Linked DNA regions of Capsicum annuum: region 2 is linked to region 1. A link is a contact called in public Hi-C data. All regions are on one chromosome and are shown on one strand. Each heading gives the region's core, a stretch centred on a gene start, on an enhancer-like site or on the middle of the called end of the contact. The rest is flanking DNA. Distances are from core to core; before and after follow the strand shown. Region 1 overlaps LOC124886441 (a long non-coding RNA gene). Region 2 holds the start of LOC107854889 (acetylajmalan esterase-like).

Region 1 (5,463 bases), core at 1,616-4,115:
CTTCAAATACACCATAAAAAATATATAGACAGAAAGTTAGATCTTCAAACATTAGAAAAAATAAACACACAACAAAGCAAAATAATCGATATTAAATAAATAAAAAATCAGAAAAAAAAAATAAGAAGAACAATGTGTAAGCTACACCAATTGCGTGTTATTAACCCAATTGCATGTTATTAACCCCATATATAGCAAAAAGAGTCGTGTGAAGTGTTGTCCTAATTTATTAATAATAGAATTCCTATAACTTTTCCATATACAAACTAATTCCTAATTGAGTAATAATAGAATTCCTATAATTTTTCATATACGAACTAAAAGACGAATTCCATATAATCTTTCCATATATCAACTAAAAACCTTACTTATTTTTTTGCATACATTTATTATACTCAATATTTGATATTATTAATATAATAAATATTATATAAAATAAGTGAAAAGACTATTTTGTCTAAAGTAAAGTGTTTTTATGAATGACAAAAAGTTCAAATCACTTTTCTAAGAGTTTTCACGCTTTTAATATATTATAGATATAGATTATAGATGAATTATAATTTAATAATTAAATTTAAATTTTTCAATGTTAGTTTGGTTCTAAATATTATAAGTAGTAAAAAGACCTAAAAAGTCAAAGTGATATATTGTAGTAGTAAATTTCAAATACTTTAAATATAAAGAGTTTTTACATAATCATATGACTTTAATAACTCAAAATTTAGTTGGTTTTAAAATTCTAAATATCATGAAAAATTGATTAGTCGCAACTCTAGATTAAATTTTAGAGCACCGTTAATATTTTTAACTGATTTCCTCTCTATCATTTTCTTTGATTAGCATGCTTTTTTCATCAATTAAAATTTTACGTTATTTAAAGTTATGTAGCATATATATATACTTTTTTTTTATAATCATGATGTTCGGGTCAGTTTACGCACACCTTAACTAATTTTACGGAATACCTACCACCTCCACCAACAATAGGTTTCAGGTAACTCTATCTACCAAGATTAGAACAGACTATGTATACTTCTAAATATAGTCTTTTCTTTTTTATCTTCTTTGTTATGATGCATGATAATTATAGTAATTAATATTTTTCAAGTTAAGTTCTATTGCCTGCATAATAATGTGCTTTCATGTATCAATTAATAAAAAGAATTTTCACTTTTGATTTAAGTTAAAATATCACATTGATTTTAACGTTAATTACTTTTTTAATTGCTTGAAATAATTTATACGTTCAAAGCACGTACATTAAACTAGTTATTTATAATAAGGGCAAGAGAAAAGAAAACAGAAGAGTGGAGACGTGTATCATGTTTTAAAAATGTTCAGCGTTGATGGCATAATTAAGATAACCATAGAATTATTAGGGGTACTGTATTTGTTTTTTGTTTTAATAAAGGCAAAATGATCGTCTGGACCCCTGTACTTTGTCGGTTTTATAAGTTGGACATTTCTACTTGCATGTTTGTCATCTGAACCCTTTAACCCATTAAAAAGCAACATTTTACATCCTTTGACCATTGACCAAGCCTATGTGGCATTCAAATGCTGACTAGGACAAAGAGCGTGTAGTCACACGCTTGGGGTGCGAGTGAGGGTCAATTTTTGACCAATTTTATATTAAAATAATTTTTTTTTTTAAAAAAAAAGTAGCACTCAATTTTTTTTAGTTTTTAAATTTAAAAATATTTTAAAAAATTTAAAAATAATAATAAAAAAAAGGTCACCCCCAACTCCCTCCCCCAATCCAGCCGCTCCCCCAGCCCACCCAATCCCGTCCCAGCACCCCCCGCCCGTCGCAGCCCCGTCGCAGCACCCCCTACCCCACCCAGCCCAGTCCCAATACCCCCAACCCCACCCAGCTTCATCCCAGCACCCCCCACTTGATACCAACAATAATGTACAAAAAATTTACTTTCCTTAGCATCTCTACTTCACCATTTTCCCTCAAAAACAATTCAAACCCTCCATTGATGCCAACAACAATGTACAATCGCCCTCCATTGTCCATCATTTCACTTCTCCATTCGAACTCAAACAAGCCATTGTCTTCCTCATCAAAAGCAACAAACGTCTCTCCCTCCTTCCCCTTCCTCGTATTGCTTCCATTTATGCACTCACTCCTCATTTTTCCTTCGCACAGCAGATCTGGGCAATCCCTGAAGAGGGTCTTTGCTTTGTTTTTTTTTTTGTCAAGTCTTTGTTGTAGTTGATATTGTTGTTGTTCAATTAACAACAATAATAAATCCAGTATATTCCCACCTAGTGGGGTCTGGGGAGGATAGAATGTACGCAGTCCATACCACTACCTCTAAAGAAGTAGAGATGTTGTTTCCAATAGACCCCCGGCTCAAGACACAGGACAATATACAAAAAAATTTAAAGCATGAAATATGATAAAACTAACATAGATGCAACATCCACAAAAATATTGTACATTACCAAACAAAAGACACCAAAATCCTCCAAACTACGAACTACGATTCATCCACCCACCTTATCCTTCTATCCTAATGTTTTTCCTCCAAACCTTCCTATTCAGGGTCATGTTCTTAGTGAGATGTAACTGCTCCGTGTCACGTCTAATCACTTCTATCCAGTATTTCTTCGGTCTACTCCTACCCCGCTTGAAACCATCTATCACTAGTCTCCCACACCTACGAACTGGGGCATCTGTGCCCCTCCTCATCACATGACCAAACCATCTCAATCTCACTTCCCGCATTTTTTCCTGTAGCAATACCACTCCCACCTTCTCCCGAATAATCTCATTCCTAACCCTGTCAGCCCTTGTAAGACCACACATCCAACGCAACGTTCTCATTTCCGCCACCTTCAACTTTTGGATATGAAAATTCTTAACAAAAAAAAAATTGAATTACCCAAATCACAAAAATTTCAAATAAAGCATAAAAATTGAATTTTTACATTGAATTTCAAATTTCTCAAATTACCCAAATCACAAAAAATTCAAACAAAGCATAAAAATTGAATCTTTACGTTGAATTTCAAGTTTCTTGAATCACCCAAATCACAAAAATCTTCAAAATCTTTCTTTTCATACTTCTTAAATTTTTCGGTCCTTACTTTAAATTTTTTCGTAGAGCAAGAAGAATAACAAGATGAAGATGATAAAGGAAAAGAAGAATGAGAAGAGGAGGAAGAAGAATAAGAAAAAGAAGAAGAAAGAAGAAATGGAGAAAGAAAGAACGGGAAAGGCAGAAAAAGAAAGAAAAGGGGGAAGAGAGAGAAGGGGGTGTTTGTTTATTTATTTATTTTAATATTTAATATTTTTTATATATAAAAATGATACGGAAAATGATGTGACAGATGTGGCAGCCGACGTGACAGCTGACGTGGAGCGAGTGTAACACACTCACCGAAAAAGTGTTTAAAATGTTGCTTTTTAATGGGTCAAAGGGTCCAGATGACAAACATGTAAGTAGAAGTGTCCAACTTAAAAAACCAATATAGTATAAGGGTTCAGAAGATCATTTTGCCTTGAATAAATATAATATTTGGATAGTCAATAATATCTTTTTCATCGCTACATAATTTTACAATATCAATAATTTGAAGAATAAACCTACAAAAAAGTAGAATACATAGTCTCCCATTTGAATCCTAGCACAGGCAAAAAAGACACTAAGTTGTTCTTACAATATGTCCTAGACTCAGTGGACAGAGTTATCTGGTATCTGGTATCTGTTGCTGGCAGGAGGGGGTAGGTATTCCATGAATTTAGTCGAGGTGCGCGAAAGCTAATTCGGACATTACAGTTCTAAAAAAAAATGGTTGGCTACATGGTAGAGCTATTACAAAATGATAGGATAAAGATAAGAAAAGAGTATGAAATAGTAATAAATAAAGAATAAATAAATAAATAGAAATAAGTACACCAAATTATTTGTTACACAAAAATATGACTTTTTCATCATTTCTAAAAGATGGATTTAAGGATAAATACAATAAAATTTAAGTAATAATCAAAATCGTGTTTAAATTAACAAAACACAATAATTACAACATGTAACATGTCACGACCCGTCCTCTCAACAAAGTCATGAACGGCACCTAGTGCCTTACTTTACCGAGCCAACCGACTTAACTATTCTAACATGTAATTTCATGTCACATACCCCACACACATATAAAATAAATGACAAGTATCTTTATTAGAACACCAGTTCAAATGATTCTTAGAGTAATTCAAAGTAACATGATCAACCATAGCCAACTAAAAATACGTCTATGAAGCCTCTACTAGAGTGCTAAGAGGAATGCACAGGACATAGATTTCCTGGCTAATCTCTAAAGTGAATACTGAAAAAGAAATAAGTGAATGAAGTTGATGAAAGAAGAGAAACTCCACGATCAAGAGCGGAGCACACCAATCAGCTTCTAGAATAAAACGGCTTAGCTTGTAGTCTGCTCGTCTATATTACCTGCACACCTACATTGACATAAGTCAATATAGGTTCCACAAAGAGAACGTCAGTACACCACTAGAGTCTCAACATTCCCCATTACTAATATCAGAACGAGACATTGTATAAAACATATATGGGATAAGGGAATGAGAGAAAACAAGTCAGCATGCCTTATGGAGCATATTACAGAGTAAAGCAAGAGAACAATCACAAAACTTATAGCTTATTTAATTAGTTCATTCTTTTCGCTTTCTTTAAATTGATTCAGTCGATTGAACATTTTTAATTCTGTCCACTATGGTAATGAGTAGCCCCTTATACGGTTACTCGTGGCCCTTTATACAACCACTAAATTTGTGCCTCATTATGACAATCGTGGCAACCCTTTGTACGGTTGCTTGCGACCCTTTATACGGTCACCATTCAGATATAATGAATCATGGCAAGTCGGTAACCCTTTATACGGCTACTGGTAACCATTTTGTACGATTACTAAGTTATTTAAGTTTTCTTTAAAGTTCCAACAAGTTGCTGATCTAAGGGAGTACATTACGGTTATTACCAACATGAAAGAGAATCACACAAATTTTGGATGGAAGACTCGATCATGTTTCCAGAGAACAATCACTGTTTTGGGACATTAAACTTAAGAATATCATTGCTTTTGGTATGTCAACTATGAAAGTTAATTTTCAGGACATATGATACTGCAATGTAGTAACTACCACGTTAGTTTGATAAATCCAAAGAGAAAACAGAGAGCACAGGGTAACTAACTAAACAAAGGCAATGTGAACTCACTCGTTCCAATTGAACTCACATTCGTATTTAGAAGCATTTTGTCAAACACCTTATAGACATGACTTTGTAAGAAAAGACTTTAGTAAGAGCAAGTCTTAACTCACCTCAAGATTCTTCACTGCTAGCAAGGTTAACTTCTACCTTTTTCCAATGACAATCAACAATTTAATCTTTTGTATACGAGAGACAAGAGCAGCAGAAGTTACAAAGGACAAATTAA
Region 2 (5,463 bases), core at 1,998-4,497, 43 kb before region 1:
TACTAATATATATTGTTGTTGTACGTAAGGGGTAGGATCATTGATCCTTAAGTGATCTTTTTTCTCCATCTCTTTGTTTTTCCATTCATTCATGGCTGGTCCAAGGTGTTGTATATGACACACGGTATGTTTATTCGCGTATAATTAATTATCAACATCAAATTATTCAAGCTTGGGTTCTAATAGAATATTATTTGGAGGCTTCTCAGAGACATTTTTTTTTTAGCTTTAGCGTCCAGGTAAGCTAGGTTTACCCTACTTTTAGATTGAGCTTATATACCAAAATTGTGAACTATTATGCTAGCTTTGGATAAGTGCTTGAAGGTGCATATTATTTTATATATATAACCTGTTTTATTTATCCGGATTAGGACCCCATCGTGGTAGATTTTGGTATTTTATCTTTCGATATATTATAGCATCTATCACTTTAGGACGTGGAATTATATTACAAAACCTTGAAATTGCCCCTTTAAAATTAAGACATGCGTACGACAATTAGACGTATTTTAGCTGCTGTTCAGGTTTAGTATATATTTTATTTCTGTCATTGATTGTGAACTTTTGTACCACGTTGACATTGTTAAAATGAGCCCTGGTTTGAGTCCGGCATTTGGTTATTAATGTTACTATGAGTTTCGGTTCGAGTTCGACGTTTATTTATTATTGCCAAAATGAGCTCCGGTTTGAATCCACCATTTGATTATTAATGTTACTATGAGTTTCGGTTCGAGTCCGGCATCTGATTATGGTTGTGGTTCCTCTGAGTTTCGGTTCAAGTCCGACATCTGATTATAAGTTCTATATATGCGGCCTATCATTATTACCCACTATGTCCGGTTCGAAACCGGCACGTGTCCTCTTATTACTACCCATTGGTGCCGGTTTGAGTCCGGTGCACATCTAAATGACTATCATGATTTCTTGGGATTGGCTTAGTTACAGATTATTTACGTTTATTTTCTTTAATTGCTACTTGTGTGTCCCACCGGCTTATGGGGGTATGGTTGGGTTAATTGTCTTCTTCAGTGTGCCTAGCGGGCTTATGGTGGCTCAATTAGGTTATGTTTGATTTGTCTGTAATTAATGCGTTATTTATTTTCTGTATCGCTTACATTTAATCCTCTATCTCATTGGCGCATTTGTTTACCTTTCTGTCCCTTTTTACTGTCGACTTAGATTACATCCTTCCATTGTAGTTATATCGTTTCTGTATTGAGCTCTGTCGACCGATGATGCCTACTGAGTACCCGTTGCTTTGGTACTCATACTACACTTCTGCATCTTTTCCCTGATGCAGATCTGATTACTAGCAGCCAACATTGATGTAATTCCTACCTTCCAGTATTGATTCGTAGTAGAGTGAGCCTACTGTTGTTTGAGGCTGATCTTCCTCTATCTACTTTGGTTTAGTCTTTTGTACTCAAGACTACTTGTGTATATTAAATATTATTTGGATTCTGTCTAGTGCTTTGGATATATTTTAGTAGTGACTCTAGTACCGACCTTACCAGGTCTTGGGAGGGATTCTTTTGTGTATTTGGTCCTTTTCCATCCCTCGTTTTAGTATATGAAATATTTTTATTTTCTGTTTGTTACTTGTTATTACTGTTGCTACCATTATAAGCGACCTTTTTCTAATTTCTGCCTATTAGCCCGTTACCTATTATTCCGGACAATGACTTGACTTGCCTACTAGGGGATAAGGTAGGCATCATCACGACTTGAGAAATCGGGTCGTGACATTTGATCACTACAGATGTTTATATTAACGAAGATTAAAATCCAATATGTACATTTTCCATCTCAATTTGTGATCAATGCTGGTTCTTTCTATTAAAATTATTTTGCTAATTAATTCGTTATTTCTTTCAGACTGTTATTGGTTTTGGGGCTGTCCGAATTGTTATTCCTGGAAATTTTCCAATTGGTTGTATACCAAATTTGCTAACAATGTTTTCGACCAATAATTCGACTGCATACGATGAGTATCATTGCTTGAAAGACTTGAATAATTTGGCTTTCTTCTATAATCATCATTTGCAAAAATCCATTCAAGAGCTCGAGAAAGCGTACTACCCAAACATTACATTGATATATGGTGACTATTACAGTGCTTATCAGTGGCTTCTGCAAAATGCCACTAGTCTTGGTAAGTGCTCAAACTATCATTCTTTCCACTTTGTCCATAGTTTACTTTCTTTTAACCAAAAAAAAAAATTGTCCACTTAATTTTTTTTACTTTTAACAAATTGATTCTTTTTCCACTAATTTTTCTCCCCAAGTCTCCTTTACCACTATACCAGATAATTCCCTTATGTCAAAATGGTTCACAATATATTGAGCACTTCTTTTCATTCTATTTATATATATAGTATAATTTTCTAACGAAGGAAATTCAGTTGAACTTCTTTCAGTTATTTATGTAACTCCACCTTAATTAGAAGAACACTACATGCAGTGACACTTATTTCTTGATTGAAATGTGCAGGGTTTGACAAAAATTCTCTACAGAAAGCTTGTTGCGGAATAGGAGGAGAATACAACTACGACAAAAGTAGAATATGTGGAGCTCCAGGAGTCCCAATCTGTGGTAACCCTGCAACTTACATAAGTTGGGATGGAGTTCATTTGACACAAGCAGCATATAAATGGTTGACGATATGGCTAATAGATGACATGTTACCTACACTAAACTGCCAACTTTAGGATTTTTTTTCTTGGCAAATTCAACAATCAGAATGTATATTTGTTAGAGTATTATTTGGTAGCATGTAATTCAACATAATAAAAATTATTGTAGTTACCGTCCTGTTACTATTTGTTGTTTTAGTTATAATTTGCTGTTTTTTGTACTTCTGTTACCTTCTTTTTTGGACTGCTTTGTGACTGTTTTTTCCTAAGCTCAAGAGTCTATCGGAGACATACTTCTGAAGTAGACGCAAGGCCTATATACTCTACCAAATACTAAAAATTAAGTAAGAGAATCAATTATTTTTAGAAAAGTATATTTTTCATATATCAATTGTTTTATACCAAGGCCAGTTGACCCAAAAGCTTCACCGAAAGTAGACTAATGTACTTTTAAGAAATGTGATCGTGATAATCTAGGAAATCTGACTAGCTGTCATTTAGATACAGAAAATCATTACTATTAATTATTATCCTTAATTAATCTAGATAGCATTGTATTTAGTGTATACGTTACGTTTACTTATAAAAAGCTCAAGTTTCATTTTACAAATTAGTCTGGTCATCATGGCATTGGCACTTAAAGAGATAGTGCTTCATCTCTTCATAATCAATTTGGTGCTTCTTCAACAGATCAAAGTTGATGCACAAAAGTTTCAAAAATCAGGATTGATGAAATGCAGATTTGATAGAATTTATCAGTTTGGCGACTCACTTTCTGATACCGGAAACTGTCTCAGGGAGAGCTTTTGTGGAGCTAATTCTGCATGTAGAAAACTTCCGTATGGAATGAACGTTTTCAAAAAAGCCACTGGACGATGTTCTGATGGCATGCTCATGATTGATTTCATAGGTATATACATATATATATAATTACCTTATAAATGACCGGTATTGAAATTAACACATATGATATGTGGTGGTACTGATTGTGTGTGTGTGTTTTTGGACAGCTTCGGAATCTGGTCTTCCTCTCCTCAATCCGTACAAGGATGGAAAGGCAAATTTCAGTCATGGTGCGAATTTTGCAGTAGCAGGGGCTACTGCTTTATCAGCAGAATTCCTGGCAAAGAAGAACATTTCTATGTCCTTCACAAATAGTTCATTAAGTGTGCAACTTGGATGGATGTCTTCTCTTTTCAAATCCAACTGTCTCCCTGGTAATTCATTCATTCATTTTTCAAATTAAATACCTCCAATTGAGGAAATTGTGTGTTTAGGCTCTAATTTTAAATTATAACTAACAACCATCTGAATTGATATGCTTTCTCAGAAAAATCGAAGAAGTCACTTGTTCTAGTTGGAGAAATAGGAGGAAATGAATTCAATTATGGCTTAGCTCAAGGTAAAACCATCGAAGAGTTGCGAAAAATGGTGCCAGATGTTGTTCAAACTATCATTCATGGGGTTAAAGTGAGTTTAATTTAATTTTATTTGTTGTTATCTCCTCTTTTATGATTATTCTAAATTACAATTCTGTTTTCTAATGATCAATTGTTACTTATTTTCAGGAAGTGATTGGTTTTGGGGTTACTCGAATTATAATTCCGGGCAATTTCCCAATTGGTTGTGTCCCAGCTATGCTAACACATTTTTTGACAAATAATTCAAATGCATATGATGAATACCATTGCTTGAAAGATTTAAATAATTTTGCAACATTCTACAACCATCATCTGCAACAAGCCATAGATGAGTTGAATAAAAACTACCCAAACGTTACACTCATTTACGGTGACTACTACAACGCCTTTCTGTGGCTTCTCAAAAACGCTGCCTCTCTTGGTAAATATCATTCTTTCTATTTCTACTATAATCAAGTTTCCAGCTTCTAAATTAGCTAATTCATGTTTTAATTGTTGATTGAAATAAACTTTCAGGATTTGACAAGAATTCTCTACAGAAAGTTTGTTGTGGAATAGGAGGAGAGTATAATTATGATGTAAGTAAAAAGTGTGGTGCTCCAGGAGTCCCTGTGTGTGTTAACCCAAGTACTTACATCAGTTGGGATGGAATTCATTTGACGCAAGCAGCATATAAATGGTTGGCAAGATGGCTAATTGATGACATGTTACCCCAATTAAACTGCTATGCTGAAGTTATTACTCTTAACCAGTTTAGTATCCATGCGATGAGCGATTTTCTAGGTAAAGTGTCTGAATCAGGGTTATTAGTTGTGCGGATTTAAGCCATTGTCATGTAGCTAGTTGGCTTTTGACGAGATGGCTACATATTGATGACATTGAAGCACATAATGAATTAAATAGAAAACTGTTAGTATCTCTTTATTGAGCAAGTGCATTACTCTCCTGAATGATAAGTTTTTATTATTATCTACTTCTCTCGACATGGTGGGAGGGTGGTTCGGTGCACACCCTTCACCGAAAAATTATGTGGTGTACAAAGGTTAAATGCTAGCTATTATGAGCGTATTTAAGCTGCACATTCTCAACACAACTTAGAAGAAAATTTACATACCCTTCGCTAAATTCATGGTTTCGCCACAATTCTCTTAGGGATCGTTTGGTAGAGTATATAAGAATCATGCTAAATAGGGTGTATTAGTAATACTTGTATTATTAATACAAGTAGGGGTCGTTTGGTAGAGTATATAAGAATCATGCTAAATAGGGTGTATTAGTAATACTTGTATTATTAATACAAGTAGGGGTCGTTTGGTAGAGTGTATTGAAATGTTAATGCATGCATTAGTTTAATGTGTATTAATAGTACCTTGTTTGATATACCTTTTACCCTATGTATAACTAATTA

Evidence for each region. Hi-C and Micro-C count contacts between places; a contact is called where the count stands out from the background.
Region 2: a Hi-C map of leaf shows a contact between it and region 1, with 4 times the contacts expected there. The contact joins the promoter of LOC107854889 here to the enhancer-like site in region 1. A contact is called at or near these places in 4 of 5 Hi-C or Micro-C datasets (bud, leaf, pericarp and 1 more).

The regions. Positions count from the first base shown.
Region 1 is chr8:153,380,808-153,386,270 of UCD10Xv1.1, reverse strand. LOC124886441 (a long non-coding RNA gene) reads right to left here. Exons shown (of 4, transcript XR_007043613.1): 4 at 4,164-4,465. Among protein-coding and RNA genes, the nearest start is that of LOC124886441, 10 kb to the right of the region's middle. Within about 2 kb of position 2,865, at least 2 of the 5 cell types and tissues checked have an H3K27ac peak or open chromatin away from gene starts, as enhancers often do. A contact at or near this core is called in bud and leaf, where this site is marked.
Region 2 is chr8:153,424,428-153,429,890 of UCD10Xv1.1, reverse strand. It overlaps LOC107854889 (acetylajmalan esterase-like), which reads left to right and starts at 3,247. Exons shown (of 5, transcript XM_047394674.1): 1 at 3,247-3,544; 2 at 3,645-3,851; 3 at 3,965-4,104; 4 at 4,203-4,476; 5 at 4,572-5,100. The coding sequence starts at 3,259. The coding sequence ends at 4,879. It overlaps LOC107854875 (acetylajmalan esterase-like), which reads left to right. Exons shown (of 5, transcript XM_016699872.2): 4 at 1,876-2,152; 5 at 2,492-2,885. The coding sequence ends at 2,709.